7 separate regions of the Mus musculus genome follow, and regions 1, 2, 3, 4, 5 and 6 are each linked to region 7. A link is a contact called in public HiCAR-type, HiChIP or PLAC-seq, Micro-C and promoter capture Hi-C data. All regions are on one chromosome and are shown on one strand. Each heading gives the region's core, a stretch centred on a gene start, on an enhancer-like site or on the middle of the called end of the contact. The rest is flanking DNA. Distances are from core to core; before and after follow the strand shown. Region 1 overlaps Arl15 (ADP-ribosylation factor-like 15). Region 2 has its middle 36 kb from the start of Hspb3. Region 3 holds the start of Pelo (pelota mRNA surveillance and ribosome rescue factor). Region 4 overlaps Arl15 (ADP-ribosylation factor-like 15). Region 5 holds the start of Hspb3 (heat shock protein 3). Region 6 holds the start of Arl15 (ADP-ribosylation factor-like 15). Region 7 holds the start of Fst (follistatin).

What was found. Promoter capture Hi-C pulls out the DNA fragments that hold promoters and counts their contacts. Hi-C and Micro-C count contacts between places; a contact is called where the count stands out from the background. HiCAR-type assays count read pairs that join an accessible place to other places. HiChIP or PLAC-seq counts read pairs in DNA pulled down with a chosen protein or histone mark.
Region 1: a promoter capture Hi-C map of hippocampal neurons shows a contact between it and region 7, with 11 times the contacts expected there. The contact joins the enhancer-like site here to the promoter of Fst in region 7. A contact is called at or near these places in 14 of 39 promoter capture datasets (the 3T3-L1 cell line, 3T3-L1-derived adipocytes, the C10 cell line and 8 more), 59 of 484 Hi-C or Micro-C datasets (the AtT-20 cell line, B cells, the C2C12 cell line and 28 more), 26 of 115 datasets of contacts at active chromatin or transcription factors (bone marrow-derived dendritic cells, bone marrow-derived macrophages, craniofacial prominence and 14 more) and 4 of 9 other capture datasets (adipose tissue, embryonic stem cells, liver and 1 more).
Region 2: a contact with region 7 is called in a promoter capture Hi-C map of hippocampal neurons, with 2.3 times the contacts expected there. The contact joins the enhancer-like site here to the promoter of Fst in region 7. A contact is called at or near these places in 11 of 39 promoter capture datasets (the 3T3-L1 cell line, 3T3-L1-derived adipocytes, the C10 cell line and 6 more), 12 of 484 Hi-C or Micro-C datasets (the AtT-20 cell line, cerebellar granule neurons, cerebellum and 7 more), 3 of 115 datasets of contacts at active chromatin or transcription factors (embryonic forebrain, extraembryonic endoderm stem cells and stem cell-derived neural progenitor cells) and 3 of 9 other capture datasets (adipose tissue, liver and pancreatic islet).
Region 3: a Micro-C map of embryonic stem cells shows a contact between it and region 7, with 4 times the contacts expected there. The contact joins the promoter of Pelo here to the promoter of Fst in region 7. A contact is called at or near these places in 2 of 39 promoter capture datasets (embryonic stem cells and liver), 2 of 484 Hi-C or Micro-C datasets (both in embryonic stem cells) and 1 of 115 datasets of contacts at active chromatin or transcription factors (pancreatic cancer cells).
Region 4: a contact with region 7 is called in an H3K4me3 HiChIP or PLAC-seq map of embryonic stem cells, with 7 read pairs. The contact joins the enhancer-like site here to the promoter of Fst in region 7. A contact is called at or near these places in 4 of 39 promoter capture datasets (cranial neural crest, hippocampal neurons and liver), 3 of 115 datasets of contacts at active chromatin or transcription factors (embryonic forebrain, embryonic midbrain and embryonic stem cells) and 1 of 9 other capture datasets (liver).
Region 5: a contact with region 7 is called in an H3K4me3 HiChIP or PLAC-seq map of embryonic stem cells, with 9 read pairs. The contact joins the promoter of Hspb3 here to the promoter of Fst in region 7. A contact is called at or near these places in 8 of 39 promoter capture datasets (the 3T3-L1 cell line, cranial neural crest, embryonic stem cells and 3 more), 2 of 115 datasets of contacts at active chromatin or transcription factors (embryonic stem cells and stem cell-derived neural progenitor cells) and 2 of 9 other capture datasets (adipose tissue and embryonic stem cells).
Region 6: a HiCAR-type map of astrocytes shows a contact between it and region 7, with 4 times the contacts expected there. The contact joins the promoter of Arl15 here to the promoter of Fst in region 7. A contact is called at or near these places in 2 of 39 promoter capture datasets (embryonic stem cells and hippocampal neurons), 7 of 484 Hi-C or Micro-C datasets (the N1E-115 cell line, Sertoli cells, cardiomyocytes and 3 more), 6 of 115 datasets of contacts at active chromatin or transcription factors (astrocytes, cardiomyocytes, embryonic forebrain and 3 more) and 2 of 9 other capture datasets (adipose tissue and macrophages).

Annotation. Positions count from the first base shown.
Region 1 is chr13:113,895,669-113,898,368 of GRCm38.p6, forward strand. All of the region lies in intron 1 of Arl15 (ADP-ribosylation factor-like 15), which reads left to right. Among named protein-coding and RNA genes, the nearest start is that of Arl15, 100 kb to the left of the region's middle. Within about 2 kb of position 1,348, at least 9 of the 459 cell types and tissues checked have an H3K27ac peak or open chromatin away from gene starts, as enhancers often do. A contact at or near this core is called in adipose tissue, where this site is marked.
Region 2 is chr13:113,698,194-113,700,893 of GRCm38.p6, forward strand. No RefSeq gene overlaps it. Among named protein-coding and RNA genes, the nearest start is that of Hspb3, 36 kb to the left of the region's middle. Within about 2 kb of position 1,393, at least 13 of the 459 cell types and tissues checked have an H3K27ac peak or open chromatin away from gene starts, as enhancers often do. A contact at or near this core is called in hippocampal neurons, where this site is marked.
Region 3 is chr13:115,088,665-115,091,440 of GRCm38.p6, forward strand. It overlaps Pelo (pelota mRNA surveillance and ribosome rescue factor), which reads right to left and starts at 1,494. Exons shown (of 2, transcript NM_134058.3): 1 at 530-1,494; 2 at 1-297. The coding sequence starts at 1,255. All of the region lies in intron 1 of Itga1 (integrin alpha 1), which reads right to left.
Region 4 is chr13:113,849,218-113,851,917 of GRCm38.p6, forward strand. All of the region lies in intron 1 of Arl15 (ADP-ribosylation factor-like 15), which reads left to right. Among named protein-coding and RNA genes, the nearest start is that of Arl15, 56 kb to the left of the region's middle. Within about 2 kb of position 1,409, at least 22 of the 459 cell types and tissues checked have an H3K27ac peak or open chromatin away from gene starts, as enhancers often do. A contact at or near this core is called in embryonic stem cells, where this site is marked.
Region 5 is chr13:113,662,384-113,665,083 of GRCm38.p6, forward strand. It overlaps Hspb3 (heat shock protein 3), which reads right to left and starts at 1,293. Exons shown (of 1, transcript NM_019960.2): 1 at 513-1,293. The coding sequence starts at 1,109. The coding sequence ends at 645. The region is part of intron 1 of Gm34586 (a long non-coding RNA gene); the gene reads left to right.
Region 6 is chr13:113,793,178-113,795,877 of GRCm38.p6, forward strand. Arl15 (ADP-ribosylation factor-like 15) reads left to right here and starts at 1,331. Exons shown (of 5, transcript NM_172595.4): 1 at 1,331-1,519. The coding sequence starts at 1,472.
Region 7 is chr13:114,457,646-114,460,345 of GRCm38.p6, forward strand. It overlaps Fst (follistatin), which reads right to left and starts at 1,306. Exons shown (of 6, transcript NM_001301373.1): 1 at 857-1,306. The coding sequence starts at 941. The region is part of intron 1 of Gm41074 (a long non-coding RNA gene); the gene reads left to right.

The DNA of each region.
Region 1 (2,700 bases), core at 98-2,597, 560 kb before region 7:
GGGGGCCATGGGTAGACAATTCTTGTGGAAGACAGGCCAGGGTAATGAGCCACCACTGAGGGCTGGAGGCTGGGGCACCCTATCAGACAGAGGTGAAGGGGACCAGCCTTTAAGAATGAGAAGGCTCTTCAGTGCACCCTTGCATTGGTGCATTGCTGAGACTAGAGTGTTACAAGGAAGTAGGTGTTCAGCAGGTGGTTCTGAGTAGGCAGAGAATTCCTGGCAGACTTCAAAACCTCCGAAGCCTGCTCCTTCTATGGCCATGGTGTGATACCTGGAGTGTTGGTGGAGTGAATGAACTAGGGAGGCTGGACAGCCTAGGTCTATGAAACAAGCGGAGACTAATGGGCTTGGGGATGCCTGGCTCCTCTCAGTGGCGAGCCGCAGGCATGAGCTGAGTGCGAGCCATGCTGTTGAGATAGATACCAGGCGTCTCATGAGAGACCTAAACACAAGGATGCTATAGGTGAGGATGCTATAGGTGATGCTTATACCAGGCCCACCCACTGAACTCCAAGAAAGTAGTGAAAACAAATCTGGGAAGATAGGCACTTTTCTTGTTAATGTTTGTGACGTCTGTTTTGTCTTATGTATGATAGATTACAGAGAAATACTTGAGGCTGTATAAGGAAAATTTTGTCACCAACAGACAAAAGTAAGATGTATGTTCCTGGCACTTGACTTAAGGTTCTCTGCATCTTATGAGTGTGAGGTTAATGGAGCACTGACCTCTGCTTAACCTCTGGGCAGGTTACAGGTCATCCTTTTTTTGGAGCTGGGTTATAATTTTATCGACTGGTTCTGAGAGCGTCCCCCCCCCCCCCCTTGAGTAATATCGAGTAGCTCAGTCAGTTTGCAAACTCTTGTTTCTACACCCTCTTCTTCATGCAAGTCCCGGCATAAGTCCTCCCTCTGTGGGCTTTTTCATGTCTTGGCTGCCTCTCAAAGCTCCAGGTAAGCAAATTTGGCTGTTGTGTGTCTGATGGAAGGCTTGTCGTTTTGATACGCCATTATGCTCCGTGTTCTCTAAGCCTTTTAAAATTGCTGAATGTTTTAAATAAGCGAACGAGCCGATGTTGTTTGGACTTGCATCCCTCCTCCCCCCTCTCCCCCCCTAAAATGTTAAGGTACTGATTGAATCTTGTTGGTGCAAAGCATCCAGACCTTTTTAATGTATGCACTAGACAGATTGCTTGTAAGAAGTGTAGGCAGGTAAAAGGATTAGTTTTAATTATGTTCGGAGCTAGTGTGATCATGAAGCAGGGGCAAGCAGCCCCTCCTGCTTCTTTGTGACACCAGCCTTAAGACATGTACCCGAAAGGCGTGTTAAAAGAACAGTCATTGAACGCACTTCCCTTGGCCTGCCTTCGGGGAGATGTTTCTCATTACCTGGAGAACACCCAGACACGTCCATGCTGCTTGCTTCGGTGAATTCCTGGCTAGTGTTTCCTCTCCTTTCCCTTTTGTCTTATGCTTGCAATTCCCGAAGCTCCGTCAGCACATTTTCACGCCGGGTCTTTTAAAACGAGCCAAAGGTGGGATGGTATGAACCGCCTGGAGCACGCCAACGCGCGGAGAGGGCCAGGAAGGCGGGAAGGCAGGTGCCAGCACAGGGCCTCTTCCAATGACCTGCCCTTAGGTTTTTCTCTTCTTCTGGTCTCTCTTTAAGGTACACATTAAGATCCCTGGTTGGAGAGTAGGGTGGAAGGAGACCCAAACTCGGTCTTTTTGTATTTTGTTGGAATTTGAAAAGAAATTTCAAATATTAAAATATTTGAATATTAATTTCAGTATTAAAATTGGTATTGAAATAAAGATTGAAGCTCTTTTATAGATACCATTTATTGTAACAAACAAACAAACAAACAAACAAACAAACAACCAGGCCAGCACCATGCTCTTCATCTCCTTTCTAAGTTCATCTGGTTGACCTCCATGCAGAGTGGAACTTGGTCGCCAGTTGAAAAGCTCTTTAGCTGTTTTTCTTTTATGACTCAGACTGTAAACCTTCAGCATTTGATGCTTGCTCACTCTGTTAGAAAGTATCCTGAGAGTGTGCTTTGAGATAGCTCAATCATTGACCAGAGGACCGTTTGAATCCTTGCTGCCAACAGTTTCTTTTGAAAATAAATTATGAAAATGTCTCTTCACTTTAACATATTTCAAATATTTAAGATAACTGTTACAACAACAGATTAAAGGGTTTTTTTGGGGGTGCGGGCTATACACTATTTCCCCATTACTTACCTTTTATGCGCTTCTTGTTACTGATTTCAAGGGCATTTGAAAATACTGAATGGGTGGCCTTGCCCAAATAAACATTGCATGGCCGTTAAACTGTACAGCGGTCTGAGAAGTTGGACTGCAAACCTGTACCCTCCTGCTTTGCCTCTCTCAGGATGAGAGTCATTACTTTGTTGGGTGGGATTGGCACTGCATACGCACCCACCTGTTGGCCACTTGGAAGTGCTGTGTTATCCGAGCAATTGTCCTAATGATGTAATGCCTTGGCTCAGCCTACCCTATTGTACTTGATGGCATGAAGCTGCCGGTTTATGACAGTGTATCGTTATAATTGTTCTGCTTTCATGGTGTATTGCTAATATCTTTTCAGTATCTCGTGTACAAATTAGACTTTATCATAACTATGTCTAGAAGAGAGAGCGTGGTGCGTGTGGGGTTCACTGCTACTCACAGTGC
Region 2 (2,700 bases), core at 143-2,642, 760 kb before region 7:
CCCAATGTGGGGCAGGAACCCACGACCTTGAGGTTAAAAGTCCTATGCTGTACTGATTGAGCTAGCCGGGCTTTTCACCACACCAAGCAGCCCACCTCAACAGGATTGCGAAAGACCAAAGGGTGGGTCTAGGTTCAGTGACGACTATCACCCTGCACCACCCGAGTGTATTGTTTAGAGACATAGGAAGTAATAAAGATTACACAGGTATATATTTATCTTAATAACATGAGGGTTAAAGGCTCGAAAGACAATAATTCTCAAGAGGTTCATCAATAAGAGACCAAAATATGGGTGGATAGACTTGGCAACAGATGCTTTTAATAAGGATGGCAACCTGATGATCCACAATCTTCCTAACTACCCCTCTTTTTTGTGTCAGAGAGAAAGGAAAAGTATAAAATGGGGGGGGGGTTGTTAACGACAGGAAGGGTGAACAGTGGACCTTAAACCAAAGCACCCCCTCTACCGACTTCCTGTTTTCCATTATCATCTCTCTCCTCTTTTGAAAGCGACTTCCTTTCTGTTACTCGCTTGGAACTTGTTTTTTTCTTTTTTTTTTTTTTCACTTTTACGGATGGATATGAATTATTCACCTTACTAAGGCTCAGACTGATGTTTCTACACATCCATATGGTCTGTAATAACCTCATTTTTCATTCCCCAGCTACCCACCCCCTTCCCAATCTCCAGCCATGGCTACTCTACATTTAGCTGACTTTTAAAGCTTCCATATATGAAATACACATGGTACTTTAAATTCAAAGCTCTTTTAGTTTTCTTGGATTGACTACTGTACTATATTAGTTGATAGCCCTCTTACCCCTTACAGCTGTCCTTGTTCTTAAAACAAAAAAAAAAATCATGTAATAAATTTCTTTATGATAGAAGGTTATTTCAAACATCCAGGATATATGAACATCCATGAGAGAGGGGTGTGTGAACAAGACAAACACAAATGCCGTGTTTGAGCATCTATTGCATGCCAGGTGCTGGTTTAGGAGAAAGGGGCAAGAACCACTTCTTCATGTGTGACATAACTGGAGCCCGAATGTGTAAAGCTGGCATTGGCGAAGGAAAAAAGTCCAATATACCGGTTCCTATACTTGTTTCGTATCTATCACTTCATTAAACTGGCATGTCCTGCTGAACCATTTCAAAACAAATGTGAAACATCGTGCATTTTATCCTTTAATACTCTAGCATGCATTTTTTAAAAAACACCTAAAGCCGTTCAGTCTCTGATAATTACAACACCGTTATCACACCTAACAATTAGTGATAATTCTCTAATCCACTGTGAACACCCAGCTGTGCTTTAGACTCCCCCGGCGTTTGATCCTCAGATGGCTTATCTACTCAGCTCTGATCCGGGAGAGGCTGGCTTCTACAGCCAATCAACATCAACCAATGGGAGGTGCCCATAGACAGGCGAGGCAATGAGGCACACTAAGCAAGAACCAGAAAGTGGGGTCAGAGCCGGGGAGGAGCCAGGTTGCTTTTTCTCTTCCTCTCCCCACCAAGTCAGTGCCATGGCGTTGGCTGCATCTGCCACTCTCTCGTTAGGCAGCTACTCTGAGCTCATCACTCTCCCTAGGCTCGCTCCTTCTGCTCTCAGAAGGGCAGGCATTGGCTTCTCTGCCAAGCCACGATGTATCAGCAACATACTGCTTCCTTCACCCTGCCCATACATCTCTGCAGTCTCTTCATCAAATGAGTTATGACTGAGTTCTTTTTACTTTGCTGTGTCTTTCCTGTGAAGACCCCCCGCCTCGTATTTGAACAATAATAGTCACATTCACCCAATGTGTGCTTTTTTAACCAAAATCCAATCAAAGACCTTGTGTTGGATTTGTTTCTGCCCCTTTAGTGTCTGCAGAGTCTTCCTTTCTATTCTGAAGCCCATTCCAATCCTGTTACAGAAGGCACGCGTGCCTACGCATGCGCAATGTGTCCAGTTGCTTTCTCACAGTGTCACTTAGCTCTTTTTGTGTCAGCGTTAACTTGAATCTAGTCGAATCTCTAGATCCAACTTCCATTTTAACCATGTTAACCAGAAGACAGGTCATTTCATATAATTTATGAAGTGTTAGCACAAGAGTCACATGTGCTAGTAATAGTGGAATCATTAGACAGTAATTTCAGTTACCAAAAGAGAAAAGGCCATATTTTTCCATTGTGATTGTTAAAAAGAGCCCCATCATGCTATTTACAAGTAATCTGTTAAGCCAATACATTGTGATAGGGTTTTTTTGTTTTTTGTTTTGTTTTGTTTTGTTTTGTTTTGTTTTGTTTTGTTTTTTTATCCCACGGTGACACAGACATAGGCCAGATTAGACCGGGTTAAAAGTAGATAATGCAGGCTTATTAGAAGGCAGCTCTCAGGTGGGTGCACCAATCTCACAGGTGGAGGTCTGTGAAGTCACAAATCCAGGCTAAAGCAAGGGGGTTTTATGGGTCTTTGGTGTAGGCTGATGACTCGAGAGCTAGGAGCTGGGATTATGTCTATACATGGTCAGAAAATGAGCCCCTGAGCGGGCACTCTTGGGTGGGTTGCTGGAAACACAGAGACAAGGGTGATGATGTGTTTGAGCGAGGGAGTTTTCTCTAGACAGAGTTGGGAGAGGCAGACAGGGTTTCCCAGCTTGTGCAGGAGATGAGCAGGGGTTCCAGCCTGACACAGTGATGTGATGCGAATCT
Region 3 (2,776 bases), core at 244-2,743, 630 kb after region 7:
GCCCGCATTCTCCTTCACACTGTCCACTAGCCTGACATACCGGCTCCGGGTGGCCACATCCTGATGCCGGAAGAGCTCGTCACTGATGAGCAAAGTGTCTATGGCCAAGGCTTCGTTGGCCCTCTCCACCTGCTTGAGTCCATAGAACGCTCGGTCGGGCTCGTGCTGTAACATTTTGTAGAAGTCATCCAAGGCTTTTACTTCGCCCGCTGCCTTTGTGTCTGAAAGGCGGCTCGCTACAGTAGGGTCGCAGAGGGCCTCTTTCAGGGAGTACTTGTGTCCAGAGGAGGCGTGCACCTAGAATCACAATTATAAAAGACAAAGAATCTCTGAAAGTATCCATTAATCAGCCCACGATGACATTTGACAAACACATGAATAAGGCCTAACCTGTTTAAGGACTTGGACAACTTTTTAAAGTGCTAGATACTGCAGGGTTCAGTTACAATCTCATTTATAGTCCCAGCCAAGCCTTCGGCTCCTCCCCATTCTAAAACATTAGGAAACTCTCTCTGGGTAAGATTTTTACCTGAAGGAATTTGGAGCGGTTTTCCAGGAGCACTTTATTGTCCGTCTTCACAGCTTGCTGAAACATGTAATCGCAGAACTGCTCTCGCACGAATCCAGGGCTGGCCACCAGAACGCACTTTACAACCTCGAAGTTTATGTGGCGCTGGATGGCCTGGACCACCTGTTCATAGAACCGCTCCAGGGCCCGGTCATGCTGGGAGCAGTTGCCTTTCCGTTTCCTGGGGATGTTCACCTCCACCTTGGCCCGGGTAAGGGTCATGCTGGGCGTGACTAAGCAGACGTGGGCCAGGCCCTCCTGCATGACCACAGCTGCCACATCAGCGCTCCACGCCGGGTCGCAAGCCTGCTCGATGCGTTCCAGAACCACACTGTCCCACTGTTTCTTGGCCAGGGTGAACTGGCGGTTGGGCTCCAGTTCGATGGTGTGGTAAGCCCCCATCTTGACATACTCATTCTCTTGGATATTGGTCCCCTTCACCCGCAGCTGGCAGGCCTGGGAGTCGAAGTCGATGGCCTCCACGCAAAGGGTGAGGGTGGTGCGGACACGGTTGCTCCCCACGCTGCCTGTGGAGGACTCGGTCTGGACCTTGCGGATGGTGGAGGCGCGCAGGCTGTCGCCCACCTGCACTAAATTGAAGGTGTGCCACATGTCCTCGGGCTCCTCGGGGACGAGGGTGACCTGGCCCGCATTGTCCTTCTCGATATCCTTCCTCACGAGCTTCATGACCTCAGCAGGGGCTCAGTTCAGAACAGGGGACGCTAGGGGGGGGGGGGGTGTCCCCAGGAGGGGGGGCCGGGGCAGGGAAGGGGCGGCGGGCTCAGGCCCGGAAGGAAACACTACCTCTAACTCTTGCAGCTCGGGACAGCACTTTTACCCCACGCTTTTTCTCAAGTCTCCGCGCGCTGGCCCACGCGCGGCGCGGCAAACCTCACGCTCAGCACGAGTCAACTCTCGGGACTTCCAGTCGCCGGCCCCGCGAAACCGGCTGACGCGGCGATCGCGCAGGCGCAGCCCGCCTCCCGGCGCAAGTCTGTTGTGGGTCCCTACCAGAGAGGCGGGGCCTGTCGGCGGCGCGCGCACGCAGGCGCAGTAAAAGGAAAGGCTCGCCCTAGATAAACGTCAAAGGAGGCGGTCAGCGCTCTGAAAAGCTAAGCTTTTCCCGGCACATCCCTGTGTGCGAGCACATGCCAAGTACGTGAATGCAAACATATGTATTTAAGCTGGATTTATCATTCTGCACCTTAGCGTGAAGCCAGCTTCAGAACTTATATAAAAGTGAAAAGCGCCCTCAAAAGTTCAGACTTGCCCCCCCCATCCCCGGCGAAGTTCAAACTCTGCCTGGCTTTGCTCGCTCTTTCCCTACCAGCACTCAGACCGACGAGCTTGTTGGCTCAGAGAGATCCAGAAGCGGTTTCTAAGAACTAGTCACGTACAGTCTGGGCTCAGCAACGTGTCCAGCTGTTTTCTGCGCCTGTTACCCTGTTTGCACGATCCAGTTAACCCAGATGTTAAAGGACAGAGCCCAGAGAGAGCAGTGGAATGCGTGGAATGTACCCCTGGTGGACCTCTATGTAGCTTGACCTGATTGATGTCCTGGGAATCCCAGAATCCAAAGTTGGCCGACTCAGCGCAGTAGTCTCTGAGGCGTTCAGTGTGGGAGCCGGACTGCAGTAGATTAGCGCTCGATCTTCCCTGCCACTGACTAGCCAAAAGTTGAGGATATGGGAAGTAAAGATAAGCTAATCTAATATGACCACCCCAAAAGAAGAGCCAAAGAGTTGGTTGTAAAGGAAAAGAAAAGAAAAAGAAAAACAAATAAACAAAAATCCATTCCGTTTCTCCCATCCCCTTTGGTACAGTGGCGATGGAAATACAGAGAAGTCTCTTTCTGAATGAAGACAGTGGGGGGAGCAGAGAAATCCTGACCACTTAGGCTCGCTCACTGCGTTTTGTGTAAGGATTTTAAAGCAGAGCCTTAATTGAGGAGAGGAGGTTAAAGGGAGGGTTAATCGTGTTAACTGATGTCAGCCATCTTTCTTAGAGGTTGGTGTGTGTTGCGGGGGTGGTGGTGGTTGTCCAAGACTCCAGTATAAATTTGCACCTTAACTTGCTTTGTATCCTCTCTCCCCCCACTCCGCACCCCCCTCCCATCTAATTTACCATCTTCTTATCACAGAGCCTCTAACTCACATTGCTTTGTTCCTCTAAAGCCTTTCACCGAACCAGGCACGGGTCTCACTAAAG
Region 4 (2,700 bases), core at 159-2,658, 610 kb before region 7:
CTTAGAAACAAGTGTCAAGAGCAGCAAATGCATTCCTTCTAAAAAGAAGTCTGCAAACTTTGACTTCAAAACTTCTGGATGCGCTTTTGCAACTGAAAGGCTCTGAAGAAATGAACCGAGCCAACAAAGTAGCTCAATGGGGGAAATGGAAGAACTTTCCACAGTTGGGGAATTCTACTCAATTCCCCAGCAAATCTTTCGCCTGGAGTAGTGTTGAATTTTTTTTTTCCAGCATGTTACGTGCATTCACAAGTTTAACACAGTGTTGTGTCATTTATCCAGGTAGCCCTCAATGCTAGGTCTGTAGTGCAGAACATTATCTATCTTCAATGGGCTGATAGTATTGCATATCTCTGAGTACATTCTAGATGACCGTTTTTAATTTATTCATCAAACAGTTTTGTGGGCCTGACTTTTCTTCCATGAATTTGTGCCTTATGTAGAGTATGCTTAGGAGCTGTGTTCTGCGTCAGTGTGTCAACCGTGCCTGGGATTGGAATCACATGGGTGACAAAGACTGGTGGCTAGGTAAAGGCGGTGGCGCAGGTTTGTAATGAATACATTCACGGCTTGGGTACAGAGCGTCGTAACACATCTGAGATACCAGGTGCCATCCCCGCAGTGAGAAAGGGAAGGGGGACAGATACAAGGCTGAGGGCGAGCCTTCTTCACCCCTAGGTTAGCCAAGTAACTCAGTGTTGGGGGTTTGTACTTGGGGTTTTGTAATGTTTCAGTGTTGGGGGTTTGTAATGTTCCCCAAGTGATTTTAGTGTGCAACAGAGGTTGGCACCTTAGGGCTTGTAAATAGTATAGCATTCAGAATATAAAGTCTGAATTTTCTTGGCTCCATCCTTCTTCCTTAGATTAGGAGAAGGGTGTTGATAGCCATTTCAAAATACATTATTGGACAATTTAAAAAAATTATTCAGGGTGTGTGCGCATGCTTTTGTGTGTGTGTGTGTGTGTAGTCAGTTCTCTTTGTATTTTGCTATGAGCTCTGGAGGGCAAGCAATTTCCCTCTGAGCCATCTTGACCGCCCTAACTGAACCTTTTCCTTAGTTCTTGTCTGATTCACAGTATTAGGTTTTCTTTAGGCTCTCTGAGTCGTGCTTAGTATGTTGAAAACGTGATTTAATTTAGTATAGGGCTGGGTTGAAAACAAACTTTAAGCAAAGTTACCTAACAGTGCAAGACTACCTTTGTATCCTTTTGTGCCTGTTTGTAATTCTCCATCTCTTCAGAGCTGGCTTGTCCTCACTACAGATGCCTGCTAGAGAGGAACTCCCAGTTGACTCTGCCTGTTTTGCACCTCGTACCCTTGCCTCTCATCTTCAGTGTTCCTGCTATCACTGGAGGCAGCTCCTTATCTGTGAGCCTTATGAGCCCTCCTCCTCACATCCCCAGTTCTTCCTACTGTCTTCTCCCTCATAGGCCTTCCCCTGCATACCCTCCAGAGCCTTCATGATCTTGTTCCTCCCACATCAGACTGCAGAATCAGGTTGTTGACGCTCTTTAGCTCTTTACTTTTAACTGGGTTTTGAAAAGCCGGGCTCTTTCAGGTCGACCAGTTCTCCCAATTGTACCTGATGCATGCATTTCCCCGCTCAACTTGGCTCCTTGCCCAGGCATTGTCCACACTTCCCACGCCCCAGGAGATGTAAATGCTAGTCCCAGCCATTGATTGTTCCAGGCTGCCTGACAGAAACCCATCCCCTGTTCTTGTGCTCTAATGTCCTCTGCTATGCCTCAGGAATTTCGGGAACCTCTTAAACAACAGGGGAGTCCCTTCTTCACCTCTACGGCTTCCTTTCTTTTATTGTCTAACATCTTTAAGCATGTTTATTTTGTACGTGCTTGCAGGCATGAATGAGTTCGCATATTTGTGCATGCACACGTCACAGGTCTGTGTGTCGAGGTCAGAGGCCAGGCTGCAGGAGAGTTGATTATTTCTTTCCACTATGTTGGTTCTGAAGATTGAACTCGGGTCACCTTCCTTAGTGGCATGTGCCTTTGCCCTCTGAGCTGTCTCCTCGGACTTATTATCACTATTCTTGAAAAATATTTCCCTGCCCACATCTACATTCTTCTTCTCCTCTTAGGCTTTCTCGGAAATTATTTTACTGAGAGTAGAGATAGGAACCCTTTCATTTTTTCCCTTCTAACTCCTGTATTACATTTTCTCCATCTCCTCCTGCCTTTTTCATCTCTCGTTAATAGGATTCAGAGCGGAGCAAGGCAAACTCAAGCCTTTGAGCTATTTTGCAACTATTTATGTTGCACCTGGTGTGTGAAAGATACCTTCCTTCTTAGGAGTCGTGCAAACCCCACCCCTATTGATGTCTTCTTCTAGAAGGGAAGACCCACAGTTAGCAAATCAATAAGCCCACACAGGGATATCAGGTGTTCGTAAGACTTGTAGTGCTTAATAAGTCTTGGGGAGGAATTTACCGGGTGGGAATCAGTAAGTAGGCTGGGCAGAGAAGACAGCCCAGATTCTGAAACTAAGAGAGCTGGCTCAGTCAGGGAAACAGCCAAGTATGGCTGGAGAAACTAGGGGGCAAGGGAAAGAGGGGAGGGGCAGAGGACATGTGGATGTGGACAATGAGGGTAGTGTCTTGTCGTTATGAGGAGTTTAGCTTTGATTCTGAGAATGATGGGAAATGTTTGTTTGGAACACTTCCCATCTTTTTGAAGCTAGTT
Region 5 (2,700 bases), core at 43-2,542, 800 kb before region 7:
AACAAATATAACACCAAAGCAAGTAGTATACATTGTCTAGCAGCAAAACTTCTGGTAGGGTTCAGTTTAGCTTTGAAAACTATATGTGGTCTATATGGGAACTTTTAAAAAACTAAAATACCTGAAGATCCCCACTGATGTTTAAATGAGCAACAACTGTTGTGACTTTTAACTAGATTCAGACCCAGGTCCCGTAAATTATAGTATACAGAAATAAAATTTTCTCTTTGAAGCCCTCCCCCCTCTTTCTAGCAATGCAGAAACTTTTCATACAGTGAGGAAAAATCAGATCTCTTTACTGACAAGGACTGGTTTGCCATGGGTTGTCCAAATGGCCTCTGTGGAATTTTAGACTCATCAAAAACCAGGCTGAGCATTCTCTAGTACCAACCACAGTCTGCTAGCTCTGAGGTGGCTTCATTGTAAAAGCAGCAGCACTCCTAACTGCACAAACACATTTGAAAACCTTCCTTTCTGGCTACCAATAAGAAAGACAACCTCCACATACCAGGAACGGTGGATACATTTGGTTTTTTTTAATCCTCATAAAAGTGACAGCAATCCATCTCAAAAGTTTAAGCATTCCCGGGGTGTCCCTGGCTTTCATCTTCCTTCCTGGGGTATGAAGAGCAACCAAAAGGCTTTCACTTGGTCCCTAGTGAATCTTTGACTTCCACCACCAAGATTCCATCATGACAGAGGATGGCAGACAAATCTTTGGTTTCGACTCCATCTGGCAGTTTGTACTGTCTGGTGAAACTCCGCGATATAAACCCGTGTTCGTCCATTCTGGTTCCGTGCTGTGCCTTGATCAGCAGCCAGCCCTCGAAGGTCTGGATGATGATGTCCTCGGGCAGGAACTGGACCACATCCAGCAGGATCTGGAAACGGGATTTGCCTTCTCCGGGTGGCTTCTCCGTGGAGGCTGAGTCCTCTGCCAGAGCCTGTGGCGTGCCTGCGCCTCTGGCTTTACTCAGGTCCTCGATGGTTGGCCCGGGCAGTGCGTATAGTGTATGATCCAGTCTGCAGTCTTCTAAGCCTCGAGCTTCAAACTCCTCCTGATAACGCACTGGGGTCTCTATGAGGTGCCTCAAAATGATTTTTGCCATAGCAGAGGCGACTCCAGCGTTGAACCACTTCCCTTCCGTGAGTGTCTAGTCTCTGGCGTTGCCTGCGGACTCGATTCTTAGTCCTAGCAGCTCCGTTTACAGTCCTGCCCAGACGGCAGCTTAATTGGGGCTGAATCAGACCGGCACACTGACTCTTGTCTTTTCACACACACTGACAATGAATGGCTATTTATAGCCGCCTCTGCGAGTTGCATTTAGCTCACAGCCTGTACAAGTGGGCCAGGCAGGGATCGCACTTGCACGCTCCCTTAGCCTTGGCAGGCCTGTCTGCCTTGTTCACCCCAAAACACAAAGTAGAAACCAGAAGCAGCGCTTGAAGATCACACCGTGTGACCTGCAAAGTGTGCAATCATCTCAGTACAAGCCTCTCCCTCTGCCTGAAAATTCCATTCGGGGAGAGACGATTCTAACTCTGGTTTATGAGAAATCAATCAATTTCAAACAGCTACTAAACTCCAGCTAAGTTCGGATCCTATTCCGTTCTTTTTACTCTTTTGTGCCTAAAGGACACCTGAACCACATCAGCTGGTGTTTGTACATCTGACTCGGCAAAATGAGATGGGATGACTAAGCGAGAAGACTGTGCAACTTCAGAGGGAGCCTGGGAGCTCAGGACTGACAGAAATAGTCAATAGCAGAGGGCAAAATGCAAAGCGTTCAACTATTTCATATTAAGGTTCAGAAAACAAAGAATGAATCTAATCAACACCATGCTATTGAATGGGCAAAGACACTCACTGCACATCATTTCTCAACTAGAGCACCCTTTCATTGTCCTTCCACTGGCCAAGACTGAGGCAGCTGCCGCGGAACTTCTTCAAGATGTGCTACATAAAAATAGAGTCTGCCAAGGTATTTTATATTATTTGTGACTATTGAGAAGGGTGTTGTTTCCCTAATTTCTTTCTCAGCCTGTTTATCCTTTGTGTACAGAAAGGCCATTGACTTCTTTGAGTTAATTTTATATCCAGCTACTTCATTGAAGCTGTTTATCAGGCTTAGGAGTTCTCTGGTGGAATTTTTAGGGTCACTTATATATACTATCATATCATCTGCAAAAAGTGATATTTTGACTTCTTCCTTTCCAATTTGTATCCCCTTGATCTCCTTTTGTTGTCTAATTGCTCTGGCTAGGACTTCAAGTACAATGTTGAATAGATAGGGAGAAAGTGGGCAGCCTTGTCTAGTCCCTGATTTTAGTGGGATTGCTTCCAGCTTCTCACCATTTACTTTGATGTTGGCTATTGGTTTGCTGTAGATTGCTTTTATCATGTTTAGGTATGGGCTTGAATTCCTGATAAGAACTTCAAGTCTCTAAAGAAAGAAATTAAAGAAGATCTCAGAAGATGGAAAGATCTCCCATGCTCATGGATTGGCAGGATCAACATTGTAAAAATGGCTATCTTGCCAAAAGCAATCTACAGATTCAATGCAATCCCCATCAAAATTCCAACTCAATTCTTCAACGAATTAGAAAGGGCAATCGGCAGATTCATCTGGAATAACAAAAAACCGAGGATAGCAAAAACTCTTCTCAAGGATAAAAGAACCTCTGGTGGAATCACCATGC
Region 6 (2,700 bases), core at 81-2,580, 660 kb before region 7:
GTTAGTAAGTCTCAGTTGCACTAAGCCAGTAGATTCAATTTTGATTTTTATTTTCTTGCCATTCTATATTTTACTCCTCTCCATACCCAACTCCAAATGGCATGCTTATCTTGTCTCACCTTTGCCTTGACTGTCCTTTCTAGCCTGAATCTTGGAGGTGAAAGAAAAAAAATCCAGAACTGACCGTTGTCTTTATCTCGCTTGACTCCCATTTTCACTCAATTCCAAGTAATTCTTTTTTAAAAAAATTTTAAAATTTTTCTATTTTTTATTTTTTGGTTTTTCGAGACAGGGTTTCTCTGTATTTCTCTGGCTGTCCTGGAACTCACTCTGTAGACCAGGCTGGCCTCGAACTCAGAAATCCGCCTGCCTCTCTGCCTCCCAAGTGCTGGGATCAAAGGCGTGCACCACCACTGCCCGGGCCCCAAGTTTGTTTGTTTGTTTTTTTGAGACAGGGTTTCTCTGGATTTCTCTGTGTAGCCCTGGCTGTCCTGGAATTCGTTCTGTAGACCAGGCTGGCCTCGAACTCAGAAATCCACCTGCCTCTGCCTCCCAAGTGCTGGGATTAAAGGCGTGCGCCACCACCGCCCGGCTTGCTTTTTTTTTTCTTTTTTTCTTTTTTTTTTTTTTAATTTAGGAAACGCACAAGTCTCAAGTGCACCGGCTCTGTTTTTCCTAAGATAAGGTTCACAAACAGTATTACTTGGGTCCTTTAGAGGACTTTCACAATCCCACCGCTCATTCTATTCAGGTACATTGGATTAAGCATGCAAAGATCAGATGCCTGTCTCCTTCAATGTTTGGGGTGATCAATTTACTTGTGAGTCTCTAGGTTCCTAGTCTGGACTGCACTGGTGCTGAGCCGCAGGAAGGTCAAGTTCAAGTTGTCCGCCGTAGCAGACACCCACACCCTGGAGGGTCAATGCAGTCCCCAGTACTGCACAGTTTGCCTTCTTTAAGGTGTCTGCCCTTCTAATCCGCAGGTCCAGGGCGTTTCAAGGCCACAGGAAGGCGCTCGGGGCAACTGCCTCCCACCGCCCTGGGCTGCTTTCTTAAGGAGGGGTGGGCGGGGACGCCGCCGCCGCTGCTCTTCAATCTCAGGCAGGCTGCTTGCCGGGTCTCGAGCGGACTAGAGGCTGAGAGTCGGCCTCCCGGGGCCGCAGCGCGTTTCCGCCCGCCCCTCCCCCAGCAAACAGGAACCAGCACCGTCCCGGGTCCCGCGCTTCTCTGCTGCCCTCCACCGGGGGGACTGCCTTTTATAGACACTCCGGCCAATGAGCGCGCTCCTTTTCCTCGGCCCGCCCTCCCAGCCAATCGTCGCTTCCCTGGTGTAATCTTCGGCTCCTCGGCTGCTCTCGGCGATCTTCGCTGTTGCTGGCTTTTTCAGGAGCTGCTCGCTGGCAGCCCGAGACGCTGCTGCTTTTTTTTTTTTTCCGGGTTCGGAGCCATTCCGGATGCTTTAGGCTGCCGGATGTCTGATCTCCGGATAACTGAGGCGTTTCTGTACATGGATTATCTGGTAGGTGCGGGGCGCCGGCGGCATGTCGCCTCTCGGATCTCGCGGTGGCCCATGGCCCCCTGCCTGGAGCAGCAGCCTCTCGGCTTTCTTTCTTTGGGATGGGATGCCTTGGGTTGCTTTCTCCCGGGGCTGGCTCTGAGGGGCGGCGGCGGGGGGAGAGGACGGGCTGACAGGTAAAGGCGCGGAGGGGACCGGCGGGACTGCGGGAGATGGGGCCACGCTCCGCGCGCCTCTCCGCGCTCCCGGCGCAGGACTTTCTTTCCGGGGAAGCTGGAGTTTTCCGCTCTCCTCTTAGCAGAACTCCAAGAGCTATTAAAGAGCCATAAGCAGAATGGCTCGCTAAGTGCCTGGCAGGTCCGGTCATTTGGTCGTTATTAGATCTCTAAAGGAATGACCTGGGTCGTGGCGGGATTTTAAAAACACATTACCAGAAAGTAGACTGGACTAAACCACATTGCAACCCGGCCTGAGCAGGATTGGGCAGGGACAGGCATTGCCCCGCGGCTGTGGTTGTGGTGCACGCCGCTTTTGTGCATGGTGTGCATGGTTTGGCAATCGGTTTGAGATCAGCCCCGTGCTGGGAAGTTTAGGTAGGAAAAGTTTTTTTAGCACAGCGCTGGAACGGAACACTTAGACGTGTTTCTAGAATTGTGCAAGCCTCGTGTTTTCGTTCCAGAAATTGTATTTCCACAGAGCTGCCTGTTTGTGGTCAAGCAGATCCTTTTTGACATGAACCGTGTTCGATCCTGCCCATTTTCTGCGTGGATGGTGTCAGAACGAACGGCTGTTGCCATGCAGTGCTGAAGTAGAGGGTTAGAAGTGTTGGCCCTTCTGTCATCCTGTAGGACACATGGTTTTTCCACTGCAGATTGGCCTAGCAGAGATTTGTCAGTGCCTTCTAGGAATTACACTTAAGGCTGTACGGAGAAAGACCGAATACTTTCCAGACCAAGAAAGAGAGGGCTGCGTTGTAACGTTACCAGTGTATGAGGGTTTATTCAGGTGTGTAGAAACTGGCAAGGATGGAGACCAGTTAGTGCGCGACCTTGAGAACAGAGCCGAAGTCAGAGTCTCAGTTGAATTTTGGTTTTGCTGTCTATGTATTCATGGCAGTGACTTCTATCTTTGTCATAAAGGGGTGTTATCGCTGCGCCAGGTTAGGTGGGCTATCTGTGAACATT
Region 7 (2,700 bases), core at 56-2,555:
CTCATGAATCACCAAAGTGACTCGAGAGTAATTGTCGTGAAGCTGCGGGGTTACCACTATTTTTAAAAAAGAAATCCAGCCTGGAGACTAATTGTAATAAAATCAATTCATTTTTAATTTTAGAAGATAAACTTCAGAAATTTGCTCTTTAATCCAGGTCGGAGTCTAAATAGCTTGTGGGCTGCTTGGTTCACAGAAGTTAACAGGAATGAGGCAAAGTGGAGAAAACTGTAAAGTACTTAAAACACTTCGGGCTAATAATTTGGTTTGTCTTTCTTCTTTTTCGCGGGGCTTGGGGGAAAGAGGCAGAAGGAGCATCCGCTAAGCGTAAAACTACCTCCCTCTAAAAATTTCAGTACCCACATTTCCAAGTTTGGGCAAAGTTTCTGAAACCACGTCCCCCGGCCACCCAAGAAAATTCGGTATCTCCCATCCCCCACCCCGTCATTTTTTTTTTAAAGAGTCTCCAAAAGATATGGAAGGAAGATGGATAGATTGCTAGTAGGTCGACTGTAATCTCCAGGCTACGGATGCTCGCCCTTCTCCCGAGCCAGCCAGGGGAGATAACATCTAAAGTCATTAGGACCAGAACTTGGAGCATCTACCCCTAACTACTGAGGCTCCAGCTCCTCCACTCAAGCCCTTTCCTTTTTGAGGGTAACCTGGCTCTAAACTCCGCTCTCTATCCTAAAGTGTCACTGCCTTCAGTCTTTCCCTCCCGTTCCGTTCTACAGGAGTAGCCGGGTGGTTCCAACATCTTCCGAGAGCAGCGTAGGTCAGAACAGACCAAGTGGAGACAGCAGAAAAGTAGAACCCCTGCCCCAGCCGAGCCTCTGGGCGCATCCCTTCCACTCACCCTGGGCGCTGCGGTCCTCCATGAACTGGCAGAGTAGCAGCAGCAGGAGGCAGAGCCCGCCGGGCTGGTGCCTGGCGCAGACCATCCTGGGGCAGGCGCGGGGCGAGGAGCGCGGCGGCGGGTGGCTCGGGCGAGCGGCGCGCGTCGCAGAGGCGAGCGGCGGAGGGCGCAGCGATCCCGGCGCAGCCCCGCGCTCGCCACCGGCCGCCCGCGCGATTCAATGGACGTCAGAAGCCGGGCGCAGCCGCGCTTTAAATCTAGACGGGGGTCTCCGAGGTTTGCGGTGGGCGGTCTCCCAGTGTGTGGGGCTGTGGGAGGGCGGCCGCGACCGAGGGTGTGCCGGCTCTTTGGGGGTGGGGAGCTTTTAAAAGTTCAGTGTGAATCAGGTGACATTTCCCACCTTCTGGAAACCCTTCCCAATTATCTGTCGGAGGTGCCCGAAATCAAAGCGGCAGGAGGGGAATCGCCGAGTTCTTATTTGCGTAGGAGCGGGAGGGGAGGGGGGAAGGAGGCAGGGGCGGGGGCTGGGGGCGACGCGTCGGGGGTGGGGAGGAACATCCACTTCAGTCCTGCACGCCGCCGCTCGGAGCCGGCGCGCCCGGGGTGGCGTGCGAGTGTGTGTGTGCGCGCGTGTGTGCGTGTGCGCGTGTGAGTGAGGGCGCTGGAGGAGGCGGCCGGCGGAGCGCGGGGACCCCGGAGGACCCCGGGAATGGGTCCCCAGCACCTCTGCTCCAGGGCTCCGGGATGAGACTTCTGCAACCCGCCGCAGGATCCCTGAGCTGCTTCAATGCCCGGGGGAGCAGTTTCAGGAGCCTCCCTGCAGAGCCTTGGCGCGGGGTCCCGGAGACGTTTTGTGTCCCGAGGTCTCTTACGTGTCTTACTTTGCGGCCACCCTGCCAGCTCCCCCGCCTCCCACTCCCTCCCGCGCCCCCTCCCCCCCCAGCCTGGAGTAGGTTGCTAAGAACCCCGACCCCCGGGCACCTTCCACCCGGGCCGAGCGCTGCGGAGACGCGGCCCTCGGGCTCCACAAGTCAGAAGCAAACAAAAATGTTTAACACCTCGGAGCCGGCCGCCCCCGGCAGTCTCGCCCTCTCCCTTTCTTTTCTCCCCTTTCACTTCGTCGCGTCTGGAGTCGCAGCCCCGAGCGGGGGCGCCGACGTAGGCGGTCTGCCCCCCTCCTCCCCCGCTCCGAGACGCCCCAGTTTCTGTCCCGACTCCTCTCTCTCTCTCTCTCTCTCTCTCTTATTTAAAAAAAAGATTGCACCATGATAATGAACTTCTGCAGCCTCAGTTTATTGAGTGCAATGCCTGGCATTCTTCGCCGAAAGTTGGCGGGTCTTCTCATTTATAACATTTTCTGGCACGGCTGAATGAAACTGAGGAGGCGATATTTCCTTTTATATAAAACGATTACTTCACGGAAAAGGCTATATTGTTTATTTCAAAGCTGCCTTTTAAATTTCTATTCTTTTCGCTTCTGAAGCCCGAACGACAACAAACAGCGAACAAAACAGACAAAATTCTTGGACATTCCCAGGTCATTGGGATTTGCTCTTACGGATTTCAAATTCGCCCTTCTTCTCTAGCCCCAGCCCTAGCGCCCCCCCCCCCCGGTCCTCCTCTCATCCTCCCACCCCCATCTTCCATCACCCTCCTCCTACCCCCTCCACAACTGCAAATAACTCAGTGATAACAGATTTTTTTCCACCAACTGCAGGAGATAGTGCTAATCTTTTAATAAAAGGTCCCATTACAATGGGATCTGTCTGGACAGACTATAATAGATCCCGAAATACAGCCGTGCTAATATTAGAAGACAGTTGTTTGGGTGCCTCTCAGACGGG